Linked DNA regions of Gossypium hirsutum: regions 1 and 2 are each linked to region 3. Evidence: chromatin contacts called from public Hi-C data. All regions are on one chromosome and are shown on one strand. Each heading gives the region's core, a stretch centred on a gene start, on an enhancer-like site or on the middle of the called end of the contact. The rest is flanking DNA. Distances are from core to core; before and after follow the strand shown. Region 1 holds the start of LOC121224121 (CMP-sialic acid transporter 1). Region 2 holds the start of LOC107945871 (G-box-binding factor 3). Region 3 holds the start of LOC107945856 (chitinase domain-containing protein 1).

Evidence for each region. A called contact is a pair of places that touch in the nucleus more often than the background predicts.
Region 1: a Hi-C map of leaf shows a contact between it and region 3, with 2.5 times the contacts expected there. The contact joins the promoter of LOC121224121 here to the promoter of LOC107945856 in region 3. A contact is called at or near these places in 10 of 34 Hi-C or Micro-C datasets (anther, callus, leaf and 1 more).
Region 2: a Hi-C map of leaf shows a contact between it and region 3, with 2.4 times the contacts expected there. The contact joins the promoter of LOC107945871 here to the promoter of LOC107945856 in region 3. A contact is called at or near these places in 3 of 34 Hi-C or Micro-C datasets (all in leaf).

The regions. Positions count from the first base shown.
Region 1 is chrD12:40,685,159-40,689,126 of Gossypium_hirsutum_v2.1, reverse strand. LOC121224121 (CMP-sialic acid transporter 1) reads left to right here and starts at 2,589. Exons shown (of 8, transcript XM_041106714.1): 1 at 2,589-2,857; 2 at 2,974-3,057; 3 at 3,154-3,368; 4 at 3,468-3,546. The coding sequence starts at 2,807. It overlaps LOC107948189 (mitochondrial adenine nucleotide transporter ADNT1), which reads left to right. Exons shown (of 8, transcript XM_016882657.2): 7 at 525-869; 8 at 1,159-1,627. The coding sequence ends at 1,242.
Region 2 is chrD12:40,623,246-40,627,400 of Gossypium_hirsutum_v2.1, reverse strand. It overlaps LOC107945871 (G-box-binding factor 3), which reads right to left and starts at 2,104. Exons shown (of 13, transcript XM_016880025.2): 1 at 1,886-2,104; 2 at 829-947; 3 at 583-627; 4 at 377-472; 5 at 214-294. The coding sequence starts at 891.
Region 3 is chrD12:40,839,477-40,843,753 of Gossypium_hirsutum_v2.1, reverse strand. It overlaps LOC107945856 (chitinase domain-containing protein 1), which reads left to right and starts at 2,242. Exons shown (of 8, transcript XM_016879999.2): 1 at 2,242-2,626; 2 at 2,699-2,772; 3 at 2,853-2,933; 4 at 3,015-3,099; 5 at 3,203-3,300; 6 at 3,415-3,502; 7 at 4,155-4,277. The coding sequence starts at 2,357. LOC107942797 (phospholipase A1 PLIP1, chloroplastic) reads right to left here and starts at 758. Exons shown (of 6, transcript XM_041106718.1): 1 at 1-758.

The sequences.
Region 1 (3,968 bases), core at 1,340-3,839, 150 kb after region 3:
AGGAAGTTTTTTTCAGAGAACACTGCCTTTTTCTTCCCAAGGAATGCAAGCAATTACATGATAGTTTAAGGGAGCTAGGACCGAGTTGTTTACAGGATAAGCTTTTGGTAGCCATGACATCTATATCTATTTGTTTAAGAGGGGTCTTCAGTTGAATGTCTATTGTTTATTGATTTTTGAGTGTTATGGATGTGATGACAGCGTGCCTTCTTGGCAGCACATAAGGGCTTTCAAAGAGAAAGAAATGGGGAGGGGTGAAGCATCCTTCTTTCTAAGGTTCACATAACTACCAGATCCACACATAAAAAGATCAGCTTCTCCCACTTATTACTTTCTGCGGAATATTGTTGTGGAGCTTTCTGCAGTTGCTTTTATCTGTTATGACTTTTACTTTCTTGGTCTTTTGTCAGCTCCATTGTGTTCCTACGAATTATGCATAATGCTCGTATCCCCTTTTTGGGCGGTAAAAAATGATCACTAAGTTATTTGTTTCATGTTCATTTGAATTCATCTTGTGTTTTCAGATACCATATGTGGGCCTGAACTTTGCCGTGTACGAATCTCTAAAAGATCGGTTAATCAAAAGTAAAACATTCGGATTGGTTGAAGACTCCGAGTTGAGCGTGACGACCAGGCTTGCTTGTGGGGCTGCTGCTGGAACTGTTGGCCAAACCGTTGCTTACCCTCTTGACGTGATTCGCAGAAGAATGCAAATGGTAGGATGGAAAGAGGCAGCCTCTGTCGTCACTGGTGATGGGAGGAACAAGGCCCCTCTCGAGTATACTGGCATGATCGATGCATTCGGGAAAACTGTTAGGCATGAGGGCTTTGGAGCATTATACAAGGGTCTGGTCCCTAATTCTGTTAAGGTCAGTCTCTTCTGATTCATAAATGTTCATTTGTTTATAAATACTCGAATAACATTTTCAATTCATACTAAAATATCATCGAGACCTCTGCATTATTTGATTTTGATCTTTGATGAGTTTATGCATGGATTAGGCAAAGATTAGCATCTGGTTAAAAAGTAAGCCTGAGCACGCATTCACTAACCGATGCAAATGACCAGAATGGGATGTTTTATGTCTTATAATCTGAGTAAATCTTGTCCTTCAACGGTCAATATTTGATTGTTTATTCCTTTTTCTTGTTTTCCAGGTTGTACCATCGATAGCACTCGCGTTTGTGACATATGAAGTGGTGAAGGACATTTTAGGGGTTGAGATTAGAATATCAGACTGAAATGGTGCCCCATTCAGATTGAAATGTTTATGATGAGGAAGGTGTGTTGCTATTCTTTTTTTTGTAGGCAATGGAACAGATAGGAAGGTGAACTAGGGACAGTTTTCTTAGTACTCTTATTTCGTTTCTCATAAATGAGTTTTAGAAACTTGTACACAGAGAGCTGCACCGACTCGGACCGAGACCGAGTCTCGGCTCGTGACACTGCCTGCCTGTATAATGTCTTATAATGGCTTCAAATGTTTCCTATGTAAACACTGTACTTATTCACGTGTTGTGCCAATAAGGATGAAGGAACAATGCGAATAACCATTTGTTTGTAATTATCGAGCTGAGCTTAGGCTGAATTCGAGCACTGCAATATTCAAATGTCTTGCGAGTTTAATCGAGTTTTTTTTACTTTAATATATTTTTTTATATTATGAAATTACATCTTTTCTTATTATATAAAAAGGTAAATTAGGAATGAATTAGCTCGATTATGAGCTGAACGAGAGTTTAGAAATTGATGTTTTGAGTTATAGAATCTTGAATTTCAAAGTTTGGACTCTGCTTGATATGATTACACTCAAGGATGTTATTATCCATGGTTTTGTTTTTACGAGTTCCAATTCCATTATCTATGAAATTACCGATTAAATTAATAGAACATTATTTATTATTTTAACCAAAATAATTTAATTTCATACCATAGATATGATCCAACACTTATTCAATAATTTTAAAATGTAAATTTGTTACCATTCTTTCTCATTTTCACTGTGGATTCGATGAAATCTAGTAGAAATATTATGTCAAACGAAAAAGACAAATGAGGTATTTTAATCTCTAGCAGAAAGTAAATTTTTAGATTAATAGGTAAAAATATTTTTTATTCGAAATTGAGTAATGTTTTTTAATTTCAAAATTGTAAATTAGTTAATATCCTTTATCAATTTATCAATTTGATCTTAATTAACAAAATTACCTATAAATGTATAGATATTGAGATTAAATTTCTCGAATTTTTTAAAATAAAAATAAAAATAATAAAATATATAAATATTGAAAATTAAAATTTTAATTATATCAATTCAAATTATGCACACTTAATGAAATATATTATAGATTACTTTAATTTTTTTTAATACGGACTGTTCTACTCAAAGTCGAAATTAGAAAGGACTAAATAATTTTTTTTACCAAATTGATACATTAAATTAGTTTTTAAAAATTTTGGATTATTCCATGATTTTAAATTTAGAAACTGGATATTTAAATTTAATTAATTTACCATTTTGAGTTGTTTTGAGTTTAAATACTTTTAGATTTTAGTTAAATGATTTGATTATTAATTTTTTATGATTAAATCAAGTTTAACTGAGTTCGGACGTTGATTAATCAAATCGAGTTCGACAGCTAACAGAAATTAAACACCACAGGCGGAACGACGGCGTTCTGACCTTGTATCAGTTGGATCACTGAGTAGCTCGAACGATCCCGTCTCTCTCTATTCTTTCTCCCTCGTCAACTCCCTGACACTGGTTCAACTGCTTCCCTCTCACTGTTTTAGAAAAAAAAGATAATGAAGTGGTACTTAGTAGCTTCTCTTCTCACCATCCTCACCAGTTCTCAGGTTTTTAGTAAACCTCAAACCCTAATTCCCCCCTCTCCCTTTTTTTTTTTCATTTTGCTTATCCCACTCTATAAAATTACGATCAGATCTATACATTCATCTTTTACATTTTGCAGGGGATCTTAACAACTCTATCACAGACCAATGGCAAATATAAATACGATTACGCCACCATCCCTTTCCTTGCTGAGGTCTTTAAGGTAACTTTTTTTCCTTAAAAATTTCACTTGAATTTTCTTAATTTAGATCTAAATGGCTTGTTATTTTTTTTTAATATAGATTTGTTTTTTTTAAAGCTTATCGTATCAAGTGTTTTTCTATGGAGAGAACGAAAGAAATCGCCGCCGCCGAAAATGACAACGGATTGGAAGAGTGTTAGATTGTTTCCTATTCCTTCAGTTATTTACTTGATCCATAATAATGTACAGTTTGCTACTCTTATGTATGTTGATACATCGACGTATCAGATAATGGGTAATTTGAAGATTGTCACTACTGGGATTTTGTTCAGGTGTGTGCTTACTATTAATTTCTGTATTTTGGAACTTTTTTTTTAATGTACAAAACTGGGGTTGCTCATTGATGTTGTTGTTGTTTCATGATTTTTTAGGTTATTTCTTAAGAAGAAGCTTTCAAATCTACAATGGATGGCGATTGTTCTATTGGCTGTTGGAACAACGACAAGTCAGGTATACTCCGGATTCAAAACTAACTGTTTATGTTTTTCGCACTGTGATTTGCACTGCAGCGGTTATCGATGCAAGTTTGTGGCTGGTTAAGATGTTATGAATGATAATTGCACTAGAAGACTAGTTACACTTTGATTTGGGATTGATATTTCTCAAGTGTTGGAAAATTAGCCTGTAATGTATTTTGATTTGTTAAAACTTGAATCCCATGTGAGAAATGAGAAATCAAGCAATGGTTTTGCTAGATTTGGAATAACTATAGAGAAATTGAATGAGAAATAAGTTGGAAAAACTAGTTAATATGATGGTCTTCTTTGCAGTGAGTTAAGTGAATAAAATGCTTTGTATATTGTTGGAGAATTTTCGGGATGGGAAGGTGAGAAGCGAAAACTAGTTAAAAATGAAATATCTCTTTGTAGGAA
Region 2 (4,155 bases), core at 855-3,354, 220 kb after region 3:
AATCCACCTGTATTACTAGTCGGTAACCATTAAAAAGGATTACTCATAAAGCAGCAAGAATGACTAAAATTGTACAACAGTATGCGTATGACACACACCAAAGCATAATAAAACTATGCATTCATATAAAAAATGCAAAACAAGGTAAACTCCTAGATTTTTATTTTATGTTAATAACACTCCAATTAGAAGATACTGGCGAAGCAAACTTACCATAGGAACCGTAGGATGCACATAAACTCCCCCATGTGGGTATATTGTTGCATAAGTTGTCCCATAAGGTGGCATGATAGCCTGGAAGTGTAATATTAGTTACAGAGAAGTTGAATGTAAACTTAAATGAAGTTATTAAATGCACTGGAGCCATGGGCCTTACCTGTGTTGGCCCCCACATATAGGGGGAAGGAGCATGGCCAGATGCCACAGCTGAGTTATAATATGGTGGCATAGGAACACGAGGACCGTAATATGCCTGAATATGTAATAAAGAACCGTAAAATCCCCGTCAGAAATTCCATTGAAAAAATGCCTTAAAACAGCAGCAGGAAAGAGGAAACTAAGTGCATGCATAAAGTAGATAACCTGCATGGCTGCCCAATCGGGATAGACATGAATATTGGTCTGGTCCTGCGGATAGAAAAGGATTGACCAGTAGTCAGATACAAGCCTTAAAAATTAATCTCCAGAAAAAGGTTAAATATTAAGCCAATTCCACTACAACGACCATTGGATAATCATACATAGCATAGCAGATGTTCTTTTCCACCATAAAATAGTGCAGCTTTTTCCTAGTTTCAACATTTAAACAGACATAACCTCTCAGCTTACCGGTGGTGCCGGTGAAGATGATTTGTCAGATTTAGATGACTTTCCTTCATCGCTGCTACCCATGGTCAACCACCAAAGCTGAAACTTAACTTTGAGAACTGTGTTTGACTATCTCTCAACTGCAATCAAGGAGAGAAACATGAAATTGTGCTTGATAACAAAATGAATGGTTCAGGAAAAAAAAATCATAGAAGCAAATTCGCACTGAATTGCAATTAGATCCAATCATTTTGATTTAATGTTAGAATTTCCATAAGGCTCTATGTAGTTTGAAGATATCATCAAACTCATTCTACTTCAGAATAACTTTTTTCGTAAAACAGAAATATATATATATACACAAATATGGCGTTACTGAATGCTCAAAACGACACCAGATCAATGAAAGTTAAATTTGTAATCATTGAACTAGCTTGATGCAGTCCATCAATTTTCTCTAGAAACAAACACAAGTTTCAGATTCGTACTTCTTAATCTTTAATTAAACAGAATTTACACATGCAAAGACCAGAATATATATCTATATATATATATATATGAAAGAACGAGGGTATAACCGTCTTTCAAGTAGTTTGTCACTCACACAACGAGAAAATACAGATTTCTGCACTTTTTTTTTCCTATGAAATAAGATTTTCTTAGATGAGTCCAAAAAAATTTTAAAAAGAGAAGAATACTTTAATTACTGCTGTTCCGATTTTCTTCGTCTAATTCCTAATAAAAAATTATTACGAATTTACGAGATCTATGAACAGATAAACGCTAAAAATTACAAAAAGAAAATCCTACGAAATTCCGTAATGATTTGAAAAAATAAGCCAGCTCACAGATTCTACTTTGTTAAAAATAAAAAGCTTCGATCGTTGTAGCTTCAAATTGAATCCACTTTCCTACATTACCTCACCAAATAAAAAAAATCCAGAAAGAACTAAATTGAAGTATAGACTTTCCAGCACGTTTCATCAACTTTCTTAGCAACCAAACATAACCTTACGCATTAATCCACTAAAAAATAACGCAAAAAAAAAATACACGCGGAACTTCAATTTCAACATACCTTGAAAATATGAAAAATCCGAAAATCTTTCACTCTGCGAAAGAATAATTCAACAAAATAGTCAAAAAGACTGCATTAATCTTTACTCAAAAACTGAACAAAAGTTGAGAGGATTTTTTTTAATTTTTTTTAATTTTTTTAAATTTGCTTTAGCTATGGCTGGGGTGAACAAGAAGAAGAAGAAATGAAGCGCCAGCCAAGGTAAACAACCACGTCACCAAACACGTGTCGTATAAAGGAGCGCTGTATGTAAATACACGAGTAAATTGCACAAAACATCTCAAAATTATAACTCTCATTCTAAATTGATATTCAAATTTTAGAATATTCTAAAACTATTTTTAAACCATTGATGTTATATCAATAAAATCCTTTTGTTACTAAAATCATTAATTTAGCTATTAAATGAGACTTAAAAATCTTTACGATATAACTAAAAAGTGAAAATTTTAAAGAAATAAATATTGTAAAAATAGATATCGTAAAAGATTTTATCGTCCATTCTGTCTTTTTTTTATTTTATTTTTAAAAGTTATTCTATAATATTTTACTTTTCTTTAGAATTTTTATTTTAAATTATGTCACATAAGATTTTATATGTCATTTAATGACTAAATTAGTTGTTTCAATAATAGAATACCTTGATTGGTTTAGCATCGATAGTTTTAGAATGTAATTAGAATATTTTGAAGTTTAGAGATCAAATTAAAATAAGATAATAGTTTGAGGATGATTAGTGCAATTAACTCTTAGTACACCGGATATACGCTGGGGGGACAATTTTGGTTGTTGAGTTGGACCCATTCGATATTCGCGTTGGCCAATTTTATATATATTCCGACGTCACCTGATCCGTACACGTGTACGTTAATGACTCGAGCTACGCGTCTCGGGTAAGGTTTCCAATTTATTCCACACGTCATGTGAGCTGACGTGTCATGGTTCATTTAATTTTTTTTTGTTTTTTTAGAAAAAAATTTGAATAATTTAATTGTGTGAGATTTAACTATAATTAATGGATCTTTTGGAATCCACCATTGGCCACTTTTCACGACCTATTCGGGTCTAGCCTTTATTTTGCCACGTAAGAATCATTTCCTTGGTAGTTTTATTATTTTAGCTCTGCTTTATTTTTGTGTTTGCTAAAATCAATGATTTTAAAATTGGACCGGTGATTAATTGATTAAATCGATCGATTTAACTTTAATGAAATAAGTTATTAAAATTATATAAATAGAAAAAATTAGTTCAACTATCGACACAATTAATTTTTTTTATCTTGATTCAATCGGTTCTAAATGGTTCGTTCAAAATTCTATTCAAAATCAGTTTAATTCTTAATCAAGATTGATATACCGATAGTCCAACTAATCTAACTGGTCCATCAAGTTCAGTTTTCCGATAGCCATTGATATAAGTCATAACAAATAAAACTCAATATTTGGTATGTGATTTATATATATAATATATATATATTAACAATTATATTTAAATTTTGAAATCTAAAAGTATAATGACTAAATTTTTATAAATAAAAATTAAGGGATTAAATTTTAAATTTATGAAGAACACATAGACTTTAAGCATATTTTAACTTAAAATTAACTCAAATTGTTTTAAGTTTCGTTTCAATTAAAAATTTTATGTGGTATAAAAAAGGTGTTTTAACTGTAATTCGATGCATTTTAATTTGTTCCAGTTAATCTAAGCTTGTATCGATCAGTAAAGTTTTTAATATATTAAATTAAAATTTAATTTTTTTTATTTTAATTTTTATTTTTAAAAATAGAATATAAACAATAAATTAATTTATTGTGCTTAATTAATCATTTTAAAATTTATATTTACATATAAATATATTTATAGATATGTAATTGAAATATGTTTATATGAAAATATAATATGAACAAAAAATATTTAAAACTACCTATCAACTTGAAATGATACATCAAAATATTTGGTATCAATATATATATTAATGTAAAAATACATCATCAATATAATATTAATTAATTAAATTGGAAAAAATCTCTCTAGTTCTTCTTAATTTCAATATTAAGCATATTTGTCCCTTTCAAAAATAAAAATTAGAGCAATTTAATATCTATTAATTTCGTAAATGAGTAACTAAGGGTAACTAACCACAATGTTAATGTTTTTCGTTAATTGCAATAAAAAATTATTGACATAATAAAAAATTTAGCATCCAAAGTTTACAGATTACGTCAATTTCGTTTTGATTTAACAAATTTAACTTATAATTTTTGTAC
Region 3 (4,277 bases), core at 993-3,492:
GATATGAGAAACGTAAAAGAGAAAAGAAAACTTGAAAGCTGAGTCAAAATTGATGAATTCGGAGAAGAAAATACAAGCTGAAAAACGGGAGCATCTTTTTGAATTTCGAAATTGAAACAGACCTTTTTTTTTTTGTTTTTTGAGAGTGAGATCTGTTTATAATTAAAGAAAAAAGGATGAAAAAATCAAATGAGGAAGAAGATTCTCACAGTCTGAGAGAATCTATTCACGTGGACAATATGAGAGGTTCGTTCCAAAACATGGATTTCAATGACTAAAACGCCCTTCTTGTTTTCCGAAGGCATTTGCTATATTATGATGGTAAGCAGAGGGGTAGAAACGTAAATTCAGTAGATCCGCGCCGGCCAAATGTGTGGTTGCATGAAGCGGCCCACTGCCAGTTGCTGCCACATTTCCACCCCGTTAATTGGCTGTCTTTCTGCTCGATCCTTTATTTCCCGCCAATTTACAACCGCCTGTTACGGCGGAGGCACGAAAATCAATTGATTTGAATAAAACCAGCCTTTTTGTGGTAACCTTAGAAATCGCCACGTATAACTATAGACAAAGATTATCCCCCAATGTGCCCTTTAACCAAAAATGTTGGATCACCACGCGTCATCTGAAGAAGGGCTAGCAGCATCTGTATCTCTCGTGTTGTTCAAGGTTCATTGATTTTCAATTTATTCTCTGTTTTCTTTTTTCTCGAGGATTTTTTTTCAGGTTTTCCTCATGGTTAAGCAATAATGTTTTAACTAGAGAATCAATTTAGGTATTAATCTGGACAATAAGATTAAAAAATTAATTGAATCAATAACTGAATTAATGAATTTAGGTTTTTTTTTTCTAATTGAATTAGTCAAAATGATAAATTGGTGGTCTGATAAATTTAATCGCTAGTCCGATTCTAAAAACATTAAAATTAAGAAAAATATTTTTAGAATTGAGTTGGTGGTTGAATTAGTTAGATAATTAATTTCCGATCAGATCAGTTTGTTCAATACAACGTAAGTAAATTATTAAAAAAATTATAAAATTCAATTCAATTCAATTGTTAGTTCAATCTATCTATAACAGGCCACGAATCAATTGATGTTTGTAATCAACATTGATTTAGAATTTTAAGAAAGAGAGGTAACAATTTGGTTTGGATTGATTTTGAAAAATTATGAATGTAATGTAGTATTTTGGCTTTTAAAAGCTCATCCGCTTAATTTTTTATGTAATTAATTTTTAGTTTTTATAGTATTTATAAATTATATTTATTAATTTAAATATAAAAATTTTATTTCTTAAATATATATAAATTATAAAAATAAAATTTATTTGGATTTGTATAACTATAATTTCCTAATTTGCGAATGGAAATTTGAATCAGATCTAAAAAATTGAAGTATAAATTTTGAATCACATTTAAAAACTTGAGCCAAATGCAACCTTTTCTAATTTTTCACTCTACCTTAAATCTTGTTATACCTACATCTAGTGAACTCGTCTTACATCCTGTCAATTTTGTTGATCAAAGCCACAAACTAAAATTATATTACGAGTTAAGAACACTGGTGAGCCCATGACTTTACGAGCCCAAGACCTCGCAGACTCACACCATGGGGGACATGTCCTTGACGCGGACAAAATACCTTCCACTTATATGTCATATATATATATTTTGGTATGATATTACAACTTATATCTATGAGGACAGAATATCAATTGGTCAACTGAGTTACAGGAAGTACGAAACTAATACCAAAATAACGTATGATGTCTTGAGAATGTCCAGAGCCGTCCCTTTTAAAACCCACAAACATCAAACAATACAACTCTTCTTTCTCTCCTCTTACACTATCAATTATCTTTCTTCCTCCTATCAAACTCTGATCCTACCAAGGGATCTTAACTCTGATCATCTTCAATCACCTACGACTTTCTGTTTATTGAGTAAACTGTTGCAAACTCTTATAAGCTAATCAATTTGTTTTGTAACTTCAATTTACTGTAACAGGCATTATGTGTACATACCTTAATCTCCGGTGTCACAAGAACGTCAACCGAGAAAACAACGTGGAAGCTGACAATGGGAAATCAAACACAGACCCCATCTAATAGAGACTAAATTCATAAGTTGAGTAAAGGACAGGGACTAATCATAGAAATCAACCCTTTTGTTCTCCACCTTCCACTGACTGGAATGCAAAACCATTACCTGTGAAGGGTAAACTTGTCATATCGAACCAAATCTGTTCAAAACGGCAAGTCGTTTTCCCTGTCAGTAAAAGCACTAACCTCTTTTTGTTCTTCTTTGGCCGAAGTATCGACTTTCTCAGTGACTTGAAAACTGAGAGCAAAGAGAGAAATGGCGAGGAGGCGGGAGCGCCGGGGGGAACCGAGTCAGGACCGGCGCAAAGAGCGAATTGGACCAGAAACTCGAGAAGAAAAACTCAACGACTCAGATGCTTCGGAGCGTAAGCTTATCGGTATATTCATACTCTTCTTCATCATAATTCCGGCAGTGTCTGTTCTCGTATACGTATACAAATACGGGTCAGGAACGAAACGTTTGGAACCGGTCATAACGGAGCGAGGACCCATCAAAACTGATATTAATTTCCAGGAGATCCTCACTGTAAGAACCATATTGAAATTTATATAATTTGAACTTATATTCATCAAAATTTGAAATTTTAAGTAATTTCAGGAGAATACGAACGTAGCTGGAAATGAATCGCAAAGAAATTATGATTATCCAGTATTGGCTTACATTACTCCATGGTAAGATCATCTCAATGTTGCTTTTAGTTTCCTAATTTTTTAACGAAAAAATTATTTATTTGAAGTTAAAAGTTTTGTAGGAATTCGAAGGGATATGAAATGGCAAAGAGGTTTAATTCTAAGTTTACTCACTTATCACCTGTTTGGTATGATTTGAAAAGGTAAATCCAAATTTGAATTAACACTCTGAAGTTAGCACTTGTTTAAAATTTTTAAAATTGAAAAGAAAAAATCGTTGCCAGCCATGGAAACAGCTTGATTCTGGAAGGGAGACATAATGCTGATAAAGGATGGATATCAGAGCTTAGAATGAGGGGAAATGCTTTGGTAATATAAGTTTAATTTTTTATTTTTATTTTTTAGGGATAATTTGTATGCCTGTTAGCAAAGTAATTTTCATTATCATGAAATATGTTTTTGATATATATAGATATTACCTAGAATAGTTTTGGAAGCATTTCCTACAGAGCTGCTTAAAAAGAAGAAACAAATGGATAAAGCTATTGATCTCATGGTAACTGAGTGCAAGTAAGCTCCGATTTCTTATTCCATGGTCTTTTGTTGGTATACAATGTTACGTAAGGCATTATGCAAATGTTTTCTAATGTTGTTTGTTGTGTGGATTATTTCCTTAATGAATAGAGAAATGGAGTATGATGGTATTGTGCTAGAGTCTTGGTCGAGATGGGCTGCATACGGTGTCTTGCATAATCCAGACTTGAGGAATATGGTAATGATCACCTTGGTTGATGTTTCATATTTGTTAAAACTGTGCATTTCTGGTTCCCAAAGACATGGGGTTTAGACATTTATTGAAGTGGCATTTTGTGGACTATGCTGCATGAGCATGCCAAATCTATTACTATTTCCTGGACTCTTTGATTTTGCTATGCCAATTTTCTACCCGATACCTTGATTCCTTTTGTCGTTTTTCTTTTCGGGATCAAAGTCTTCTGATTTCTTATGTACTTCATTTATGTTTTTGGTTCAAAATCCTTTTAGCTCTTTATTAAGTTTGAGGCTCCAAAGCATTATGCTCAAGTTTGAGATTTTCTTATGCATTCTTTTGAGTTCAAAAGAATTGTGCTCCCCTTTTAGCTCTACATTAAGTTCATGGGAATGAAGCCTTGCTCAGTTTTCTTTTGATGCTAGGCACTAGTGACATCTAAAATAGAAGTCCGATTACTAAAAGGAAACGAGTATGTGGAAAGCCTTGGATTTTCCTTTTTCTTACTTGACATCAAACCTTGAGGTTCATAGAATCATCAAGCATTCTTTTGTTCTGATCCGTGGCAACTCCTTGTCTGTAGCAATAGAAAATGAAATGGTTTATCATTTTCTATTTAAAGATTTGAAATATTTTTTGCTGTTTAAACACTTAGGCCCTCAAGTTTATAAAACAACTCGGACATACACTGCATTCTGTGACATCAACAAGGAATCCCAAGCAACAATTGCAGTTGGTATATGTTGTAGGTCCACCACATTCAGAAGTGCTCCAGCAG